Linked DNA regions of Anser cygnoides: region 2 is linked to region 1. The links are chromatin contacts, called in public Hi-C maps. All regions are on one chromosome and are shown on one strand. The core of a region is the stretch at or near the end of the contact, and the rest is flanking DNA. Distances in the headings are between cores, read along the strand shown. Region 1 overlaps PEX6 (peroxisomal biogenesis factor 6). Region 2 has its middle 15 kb from the start of RRBP1.

Region 1 (4,701 bases), core at 1,103-3,602:
CTGCCTCGCTGAGGTCTCTCCAGCTGCCTGGCATACAGGAACAGAGAGCCTGTGGCACAAGCCGGAGAGGGAATTTCCCCTCGTGTGAGAAGCTTTAAACTTGATCCATGGCCTTGATCATGGCTCGAGCTGGCACAGGCTTTTCTGAGAGCGGGGCAGTTTGAAAAGTCGGGGATCCTTCAGGGAGAGGGCCGTGGGGGGTGAGAGAAAACCAGCAGGGTCAGCTTCTTGGGAGGGGCATGCCCTGCCTCCGGTGGCTCGTGACCAGGGAAACAGCATTTGGGGTGACCGCTTCTGCTGGGCAGCGCGGTGTCAGGGCCAAGCACGACGATCAGAGCCTCTTCTCCCCGCCCCCACCTGCAAATGACTGCGCTCAGCGCAGGGCTGGAAACAGTCCTCAGAGCAGTTGTTCCGGCACCTTCCCCGGCTGCCCGTTTGCAGTCCTGCCTGAGCAAGGTATCGCCTTGCTGCTCTTGTCAGCTGGGAGCCGCTCTGGGGCTGTTCGGTATCGAATAAATTAATGAATTAGCCAAACGAGCTCTGCTTTGAGGTGTGTTTACCAAGTTCACTCTAAGACAAATACTAACCACAGAGCATGCTCGGCAGCGAGCTGTGTGAATGGAAGCTAATTCTGCTTGTATTTTGCAATCCTTTATCGATTTCTTAGTTACTGGCTAGGGTTCAAAAAGCCCATTAGCAGGCACGGATATTTTCAACGTACGTAACTCTCAATTCCGTGATTACTGTTTCTGGTTAGTCACACGTTTTTCCTTGCAGTTAATGGGATACCAGCTTGAGCCTCTGATTAAAAAACGATTTCAAACTTCAGTTGCTAGCAGCATCTCCGGCGTGTCCTGCAGTTACAATGTTCTCCTTTGAAAACAACCTTGCAGCGTTCCAGCTCTTGTGCTGATGTCTGCAGAGCTTTTTCTAGGGAGAGGCAGCATAAGCAGGAGTGTGGGGGAGAAGGCAGCTCTTCTGTTCATCAGCAGTGAAGGAAGAGTGCCTGCGATCTCTTGCTTTAGAAGGTTTTTTTTTCTAGAAATCCTTATCTTGTCAGACCTGATTTTCCGGCGGAGTTGCTGGACAGCTGGAGTAAAAGCGTGATAACATCATCTCGAGTAGCAAAGGAAGGAGAGCTGAAAGAGGGGAGGGAGCCAAAGGAGGGGGAAAGAATTTAGCTTTGGCCTATTTTTAAACTCCCCGTTTGTGCTGGCACCTGTTCACCACCCAGCCAGCAGCTGGGGGAAGTGTGCTGGGGCTTTGTTTTCTCTGTGTGTTCCCACGAGAGCTGCTCTGGCTCGGGGGGATCTGTCACCCAGGCTCTGGCGTGCCTGCGATTTCAAAGGCTTTGCACAGAGCACCCTCCTCCTCCTCCAAGGTTCTTTTACCATAAAATAATACAAGTGGCATGGCTCCCCCCTCTCAAGTTTGCTGTCTTTCCTCGCTTAGCAATCCTCCCTTGCATGCTTGCAGCTGGCCCCATCCCTACCTACTTGTAAACCCATGGATTTTGTTCCTGCATTTTCCTTTTCAAAAGCAGCTAGTTTTTTTGTGGTGTCCTCCAGGATGTCTGTCTTTCACATCCTCCCTCACGCGACAGAGGTCTCAGTAGCCCAGGTTTTGTCACTCTGTTGTGAAGCCCTTGCTCAGTCTCAGCACCGTGGGGAACAAAGTGCCCTAAACACAAGTTGCTAGGTCCATTTTTCCTTTTTTCAGCCTTCCCCCATGTGCCCCTAGGGGATCTCACGTGGCTGGGCAGTGTGGTGAGGGGCTGACACGCTGCCCCGCAGCACGAGAGGCTGACGACTGGAGCAAGGGCTGAACGGGCAGGCTCAGGAAGAAGTGCTGACAGGGACTCTCCCTCTCGTGCAGATCCCCTCCGTGTCCTGGCAGGATGTTGGTGGGCTCCATGAGGTGAAGAAGGAGATCCTGGACACAATCCAGTTGCCCCTGGAGCACCCAGAACTGCTGTCGCTGGGTCTGTGCCGCTCTGGTCTACTGCTGTACGGGCCTCCTGGGACAGGGAAGACCTTGCTGGCAAAAGCTGTGGCAACCACGTGCACCATGACCTTCCTTAGGTGAAGAGCCGTGCGGGAGGACTGACTTTCTCCTAGCGGTGGCTGGCCATGCTCTAACCAGCTCCCTTCTCCCCCTGCAGCGTGAAGGGGCCAGAGCTCATCAACATGTACGTGGGGCAGAGCGAGGAGAACGTGCGCAACGGTGAGCGGAAGCGTCCTGAGCCTGCGTGTGGCAAGAGGGGCTGCTCTGTGGTGCCGGAGGGAAGGTGGGAGGGCTTAAACCGCTTTTCCAAACTCCCATCCACAGCAGGCAGCAAGGGCATATATCCAGCAGTCTCTTACAGCCAGTCTGGCTCTCTCTGAGCCCTTCTGGCTGGAGTAGAGAGCGGTGGTGAGGCAGCAGGCAGCTCACTTCCATCCACAGCTCTTCAGCTCTTCTCTGCTGGTGACTCCACTCGGGGTCCGTCGGTTGCTCCTCCTGCTTTCTCATCTCGTGTGCTCTTGTGTCTCCTCCCAGTGTTTGCCAGAGCCCGGGCAGCTGCTCCCTGCATCATCTTCTTTGACGAACTGGATTCCCTGGCCCCAAATCGTGGGCGGAGCGGAGACTCGGGGGGTGTCATGGACAGGTGAGTGAGCGTAGCGTGTCCTTGGCAGAGCGGGCATGCCTGCCTCAGCTAGGGGTGCACGGGATGGCGCGGCAAGGCAGAGTCCATCCCAGCTCTTTATCTCCCTTTTCCCTTCCTGCTCCCTTCAAACCCTCTGCATGGCCTGTCTCCCCTCTCAGGCTCGTAGTACTGCTGTTTGCATTGCAGCAGATTCCTGATTGCCCAAGCTTGTTGTGCAAACATTTGGTTAAAACTGAGCCTCCTCCAACTGCTTCTGTGGCTGCCAACTGTTCCCTTTGGCCTCTTCCAAGGCCATCCTTCACACCCCTGCCTTGCGGTGGGAAACCTTTCAGCTGCCTCTGATAGAAGCAAAGCACGTACAGCTTGGCGATACGCAGAAACAGGGTGACTTCCCCCAGGGCTCTTATCCTGAGCTGATAGTCCCTCTCCAGTCTTCTCTCCATCCGTGAGGGGTTGTGCAGAGTTTTGCAGTGCCACCATGTGCCCACAGCGCCCATCTTCACATACACAGGCCAACAGCTCTGGAAGGGGCTGGGTATGGTTTGTGTTGGTTGGCTCAGGCAACGCCAGAAACCGGTTGAGGTTTCCTCACGCCGGGCGGCCTGTGCAGCGCTGAAGTTCTCTGCTGCCAGACGTCCTCGAGCCCCGTGGTTTGCAGAACTAGATCTGCACCGTGTGCTGTTCGCTGCCCTGAGGACTGGCCGGCAGCATCGCAGGCCCACCGGGGCGTCCCCAGCACTGACTGACGGGGCAGTCTTGCGGCTGAACTTGCTGGGCAGCACCGCATAGCAGGGAGAGTTGGGATTGACCAGCACGTCTGTGTGGGGAATCTGATCCCTAGCCATGCGTGCCTGCCTATGTTTGGTCCGTGTTGCCAGCGTCTGATAGCAAGTTGTAAGCACGTGCAGACAGCCTGGAAGGGGTCAGAGCCAAGCACAAGTATGAAGGGCTGTTTTGGTACCAGGGGTTTGTGCTGACTTTGCAATGAGCCCATGCAATCGCTGGCTGTGCCCAGAGAGGTCTGGGCGGCTGTGTCCGGGCTGTTCCAGGGAAGGGAAGTAGGAGCCGAAGCCCAGGACGTGGACCCTTAGTGGCCTCGCCTGTTCCTCCTTTCAGGGCCCAGTTGTGAATGTCCCGTCTTGCTCCCTGCAGAGTTGTCTCGCAGCTCCTGGCTGAGCTCGACGGCCTTCATTCCAGCCGAGAGATGTTTGTCATTGGAGCCACGAACAGGCCTGACCTCCTGGACCCAGCGCTGCTCCGGCCGGGCAGGTGCGTCGCCTCCTACCTGCCTCGCTTCAGGGCAGGGCTGTAGAGCACCTCAGCTGGTGATGAGCTGAGCTGGGTCTCTGCCATGTTCCCCCCACAGGGACTCTTCCTAAAGCCTGCCCTGGCTTCTGGGGAAGACAGGCAGCTGACACGAGGCCAGAGCCTATAGCTGGAGCAGCGGCACAAGATACCGTGCTCGTTACGTTCCCCCCTACTCTGGTTATTGCCCCAGCAGCAGAGCAAGGCAGTAGGAGTCCTGCCGTGGCACCAAACTGGCGGTAGGACTTGGTCTCCCAGGGTCTTTTCTGGAGAGCTGCCTCCCAGCCTGTCCTCGTGCCTGCAGTTTGCCCATCCTGGGGCAGGGCTTTGTATCTGCCCTTGCTGGACCCCGTGTGGTTCCTGTCAGACCATTTCTCCAGCCTGCCAAGGTCCCTCTGAAGAGCAGCCTTGACCTCCAGCATCTGTGCCACCCTCAGAGTCTTCTGTTGTCCGTGGACTTGACAGCAGAAGGAGCTGCCCCAGGGCCACCTCTCAGTTTTCGGTGCACGGGGCTGAGCACCAGTGCCAGGTGTTTCTGGGCCTCTTCTTGACCGTCCCTTTTCTCTTTTTCTCTGCTGACAGGTTTGACAAGCTGGTGTATGTGGGCATAAATGAAGACCGGGAGTCCCAGCTGCAGGTGCTGAGCGCAGTCACCAGGAAGTGAGTGACCCTGTCCCCTTGCAGCACCCTTCCACCGCCTTGCAGCGGGTGGCAGCCTTCCTAGGAGCAAGCCACCCCTTGCCTGAGGA
Region 2 (4,701 bases), core at 1,507-4,006, 630 kb after region 1:
CATGGTCAGCATTTTTGGATTTTCATCCTTTATTGAGGGACAGTATGATCTTCTGGCATTGGTCAGTGTTACAGCTGATCTTCCTATTGATTTCCCCATTCTCAGGTGGAATTTGTGACTCTGCCAGGGAGGGTCAGGACACACGTTCTCAAGGGCCATCAGCATTACAAAGGTGTCTGCCTCCCTGCCAATCCCCAGAGCTAGAGACACCCAACTTTTGTTAGAGGAAGGGCCTGAAGGATCCATGTCCCAGCCCCCTAGAGCTTGGTCCAAGGACTAGAGACATGCTGGTCAAGGCACAGAGCCAGCCTAATACTCTAGCCAAAGCAAAGCAACCGACTTCTGAAGTTTAACAAAGGCAAGTTAAGTCCTGACTACCACAGTGCAGCAGAACCAGGCAGAGAAATGCAAGAAGACTAGCCCCGACTAAAGAGAACTACCCTCTGATGGTCCAGAAGAAACAGGGAGAGATCTCATCTCTCCATCAGAGGACAGATGAGCCCGTTCCCACGCTAGATTCAGCATCACCTACCAGAACCAGATCTGCATCGACCCAAATGAGGTTACCCATGAGGTTACCATCTCAGCAGTGGATCAGATCAGGTGCACAACTTAACTTCTCTGGAGGTCAAGAACCAGAGGCTCCATCCCTTTCCCCCCTTTCTCCAGGTCACCTTACACCAGAGAACAAAGACCTGGTCTCCTCTCTTTTCTTACAGTTATTTCCCCTTCATCATAGTATTTTGAAGTGTCATGGGGTTTTTCCTACATACAAATTAATGGTATTTCCCCAGGAGCCTCTGTGACTCATAGTCTCTCCTGGGGCTTTCAAAGACAGCCTGGAAGGCCTCCTTGTTGCTGTGTGTGTTAGCCAGCACAACCTCTGGGGTCTGACACAGGCGAACTATGATGTTCAGGAGTATCTTGGACAGAATCATCATGGACAAGATGACATGAAGAGCCCTGCTAGCCTGAAATGTGTGACCAGGGTGGTAAACCCCTGTGTGACCAGGGTGGTAAATATCTATCCCAGGTAGCTGGTCTCGCCAAAGCACTAAGCAGTGTTAGGATGGGTCCATGAGCCTGTAGGCTATCTCACAAACATCAGCAATGCTCTTCGACATTCCTTGGATGCAGCTTGTCATTGGGGCATAATAACAAGGGCCTGTCTACCAGGCACCGCAGGCTCCGTGAGCCTCTGCTGCTTGAGGAGCATCAGGCAACATTTTTGGTGCTCTGTCCCCCTGCTCTGAGTCTGGCAGGGCTTTTGATGGCCAACCAGGCCATCCTGTGCTGGAATATCCAGGGCCTGTGCAGGAAAATGCCACCTTCCCCTCCCCAGTGACCCACCACAGCTCACCCTATCACGGGTTTGATCAGGGAACAGATCCAGCTTAAAATAAATAAATAAATAAAGTGGATACTGGGCAGACAGAGAATTATTTTTGGAGGCAGGACCTCCCCCGGGTCCCAGCGCTGCGGTGGCATTGCTCCCAAGCCGGCTGCAGCTCCAGGAGATGAGGAGGGGCAGCCTGGGTGGAGGGGAGGGGAAAGAATTCCCTAAGGCAGCTGCGCGATGCCGAACACACGGTGAGTTTGTGCACGTCCTACCCCAGCCCCCGGCTCTGCACCCTGACGAAAATAAATAAATAAAAGTGGGAGGTACATTAGGTCTCAGGAAACATCCTCTCTGACCAGCCAAGAAGAGCTGGCAACTAAAGGCCAGTTCTGCCTGCTCCCTGGTGCTCGGCTCTATTTGCCTTCCCAACACGTGGAAAGAGCCTTTTGGCCGGCGTGGCGGTGTTTTAAAAGGCTGAGCTTACAGCAGCCCAGAGCAGGGAAGCCCTTGACCCATCGCTGGCGGCGGCGCACGGCTCCCCTTCACCCCTTGCACCGCATGGCCTGCAGCTGAAGCGGCCTGGGGCAGCTCCGTCCCCGGGGCTGCAGCGCTGCCCTGCACCAAACCAGAGGTTCCTCTGGCACCACGTTACCTCAGAAAAACCTTTCTGAAGAGAAGAGCACTTTTGAGAGCCTTGTCACAGGGCACTGGCAAATTTTGCCAGGGCCTGGCGCTGGGTTCTGCAGGAATGAAGACCTCCTGGAGGAACCCCACCTGCGAGGATTTCTGTTGACATGCCCTGCTTACAGGTCCCTGCTGTAATTCAAAGTGGCTGCCAGCGTACCTGCAGGCGAAATCACCCCCATGATGGGAATGCCGGAAGGTCACAGATGCAAACAAATATTTGACGAAGCGATAGAAGGCAGCCTTGAACACTGGAGGACCCCTTCCTTTGTGTCTGCGTGTGAACGCCCGCCAGCATGCCACCCACGCCGTGTTTGAGCTGCTTCGCTGTGTGCACACCACTTGCCTTGTTAATGTTTAGACTTTCACTGAAAGGCCCGTCTAGGCTCGGCGAGCAGGAATCAGCACTGTTAATTAGCTGGAGACAAAGCTTTTATCTCCAACACTACTGTCATTTCTCTTTTCTGTAGGCAGAAGACCTGTAGGTTCCTCCTGGGCTTCTACATGACCTTTCCTTTCCCAGTCCACATTCTCCTGGAGTTGTTTGATTCAAGTCTTACCCACCTGGGGATGGCTCCCAGAAACCCGCCTGGCCATTCTCCTTCCAACCCTCCTTCCATGCCTGACCAGGCTCAGCCCAACTCCTTAAAACATCTGAAGGGCATTGAGGGGCAAGTGTATCTTCTGACCAGTGCTCTCAGAGCAGAGCAAGGCAACCAGCTGAGTGAGAGAAGCAGGCCTCAGCTCTGGGTGAAAGCCCTGGTCCTCACAGTAGAAGGACATGAGGTTGTTCATAGGATGATAGTCCTGCTGTGCTGACGCACATAACATTGCCCTCAGGATGCCTGGAGCTGTGCTAAAGGGATTAAGAGGCACCAGAGCAGTCTCACGGTTGTACTCACCTGCTGTTGTCGATAAACCATGGATATTGTCTCTGTAAAATCATGGGAGGTTGTACAAGATGCCAGGGAACGTGTTTTTGACATGCCCGCTAGCTTTTAGTTACATTTACATGTTGATCATCTCAATCAGCCTGTCCTCTGTCTTTCTCCATCTTCTCTTTGTCTCTTCCCTCTCTGTTTCCTTACAAGTCCCATGGGATTTCCTCCAGCTGTGTCCCAGCACCATGAAAAACCAGCAGCCTCAGATCCTGATGTAGGAACATCAGCCCTATGGGTTTAGCAGACCTTTGGGTTTAAACCTTTTGCTCCCTCAGGACCCAGGAAACTGGGGGATTTTCTTCCCCTCTAAATTTTGTTGCAGGAGGTCTGCAAATTGCATGGCACGGTGCTCTCACTTAAGGAAATGTTCTTTATGGCATGAAGAGGAAGAAACCAGGGGCTTGGTGCGATGTGTTTTGTGTCTTGTCTCTGGACTCAGCAAATCTGGATGGACCCCCTGCCTATGCCTCAAGCAACTGCTCTCCTGGGACTTTTTCTCCTTGCTGTTTCTGTAGAAAGCTGGACAAGGAAAGAAAGAATTTTAAGGGTTGTTTGTTTTTTTTTTTTTCCCTCTTTTCTATTTTTACATACTAAAAAAAAAAAAAAAAAAAAAAAAAAAAGCCTGGCCATCCCACAGGCCCTCCAGCCAAATTTATTGCCCCATCAAAGGGTGGCAGGAGAGCATGAGACCCACCAGCCCTTCCAGCTCCCTGCCCAGCATCTCAGCTCAGCTCATCCAAACTGTGATTCAAGGCAACGGGAAACGTCTGAACACAGACTGCACTGATTCAGGCCTCTGCTGTGGTTATCCCGAGGAAAATCTGGTTTAGAGGGAATTAAGAGGATGTTGCAGCATTTTTACAGGATTAGTTCAGCTGAAATCTGTGCCACAGACAGAGGCAGCACAGACAGCCAAGAAACCCAGAAAGAGGACTCTATAAGACAGATCTTTCCACATATCTGTCTCTTATCCAAAAGTCAGCTCTTTCCCCCAAATGGCTCGGCAAATGCGAACCATTTCACGGTTCCTGATTAAAACTCCCCTCTTCTCTCAAGAGCTCACGTTTCATTGCCCAGACACCATGCACCATCCGACCCCAGAGCACCTCAGTCATAACAAGATGGCATTAATCCTGGCAGACCGTGATCCCTGTCACTGCAGGAACCGGATATTTCTTCTCACCAAATCCCCCCAAACCCTCTTCGGCAGAGCAGCGACGTTCCCCAGTGACCATTTTCTCCCCAGCCCTGCTGTATCTCCCCAGCTGGGGAACCATGACAGCTTTTGTTTGAATTCTCTAGCTACGTGGCTTTTCCTTTCTCAACGTCTGGCTGCCCAAGCGCAGCTGCGTGGTTTGGCAGGGCGGGCTTGACTTTCAGACTCCGAGGTGGTTTCAGGCCTAAAACACCTAAAACCCTGGTGATAAAAATACACCCTGGTACTTTCAAGAACTAAAAGGGTGGCTAGTAGCGGTGTTAATTCACCTGTCAGCCCGACTTCAGCGTCCCTATTTGGCTGCTAGCAAGCTATTTCCCGCAACAAAGAGGCGTACTATCTTTTTTCACTTTAAATCTTAGCTCATAATGCCTGATGCAGGGGGCATTTAAAACATAGCATCCTGCTCTTCTGCCACAGTTTCAGGTGCACTGGTATCTCCCAGCCCTGCAGCTGTGTGGGTTTCTGGACAGAAACACGTACATAATAGTGATTTTTCTCAAAAGTGCTAAGGGCTGGCC

What was found. A called contact is a pair of places that touch in the nucleus more often than the background predicts.
Region 2: a contact with region 1 is called in a Hi-C map of liver, with 1.8 times the contacts expected there. The contact joins two enhancer-like sites. A contact is called at or near these places in 2 of 7 Hi-C or Micro-C datasets (both in liver).

What each region holds. Positions count from the first base shown.
Region 1 is chr3:14,426,944-14,431,644 of Taihu_goose_T2T_genome, forward strand. It overlaps PEX6 (peroxisomal biogenesis factor 6), which reads left to right. Exons shown (of 18, transcript XM_066993520.1): 12 at 1,876-2,081; 13 at 2,162-2,223; 14 at 2,539-2,647; 15 at 3,800-3,916; 16 at 4,535-4,612. Among named protein-coding and RNA genes, the nearest start is that of GNMT, 7.6 kb to the right of the region's middle. Within about 2 kb of position 2,353, at least 2 of the 3 cell types and tissues checked have open chromatin away from gene starts, as enhancers often do. A contact at or near this core is called in liver, where this site is marked.
Region 2 is chr3:15,053,030-15,057,730 of Taihu_goose_T2T_genome, forward strand. No RefSeq gene overlaps it. Among named protein-coding and RNA genes, the nearest start is that of RRBP1, 15 kb to the left of the region's middle. Within about 2 kb of position 2,757, at least 2 of the 3 cell types and tissues checked have open chromatin away from gene starts, as enhancers often do. A contact at or near this core is called in liver, where this site is marked.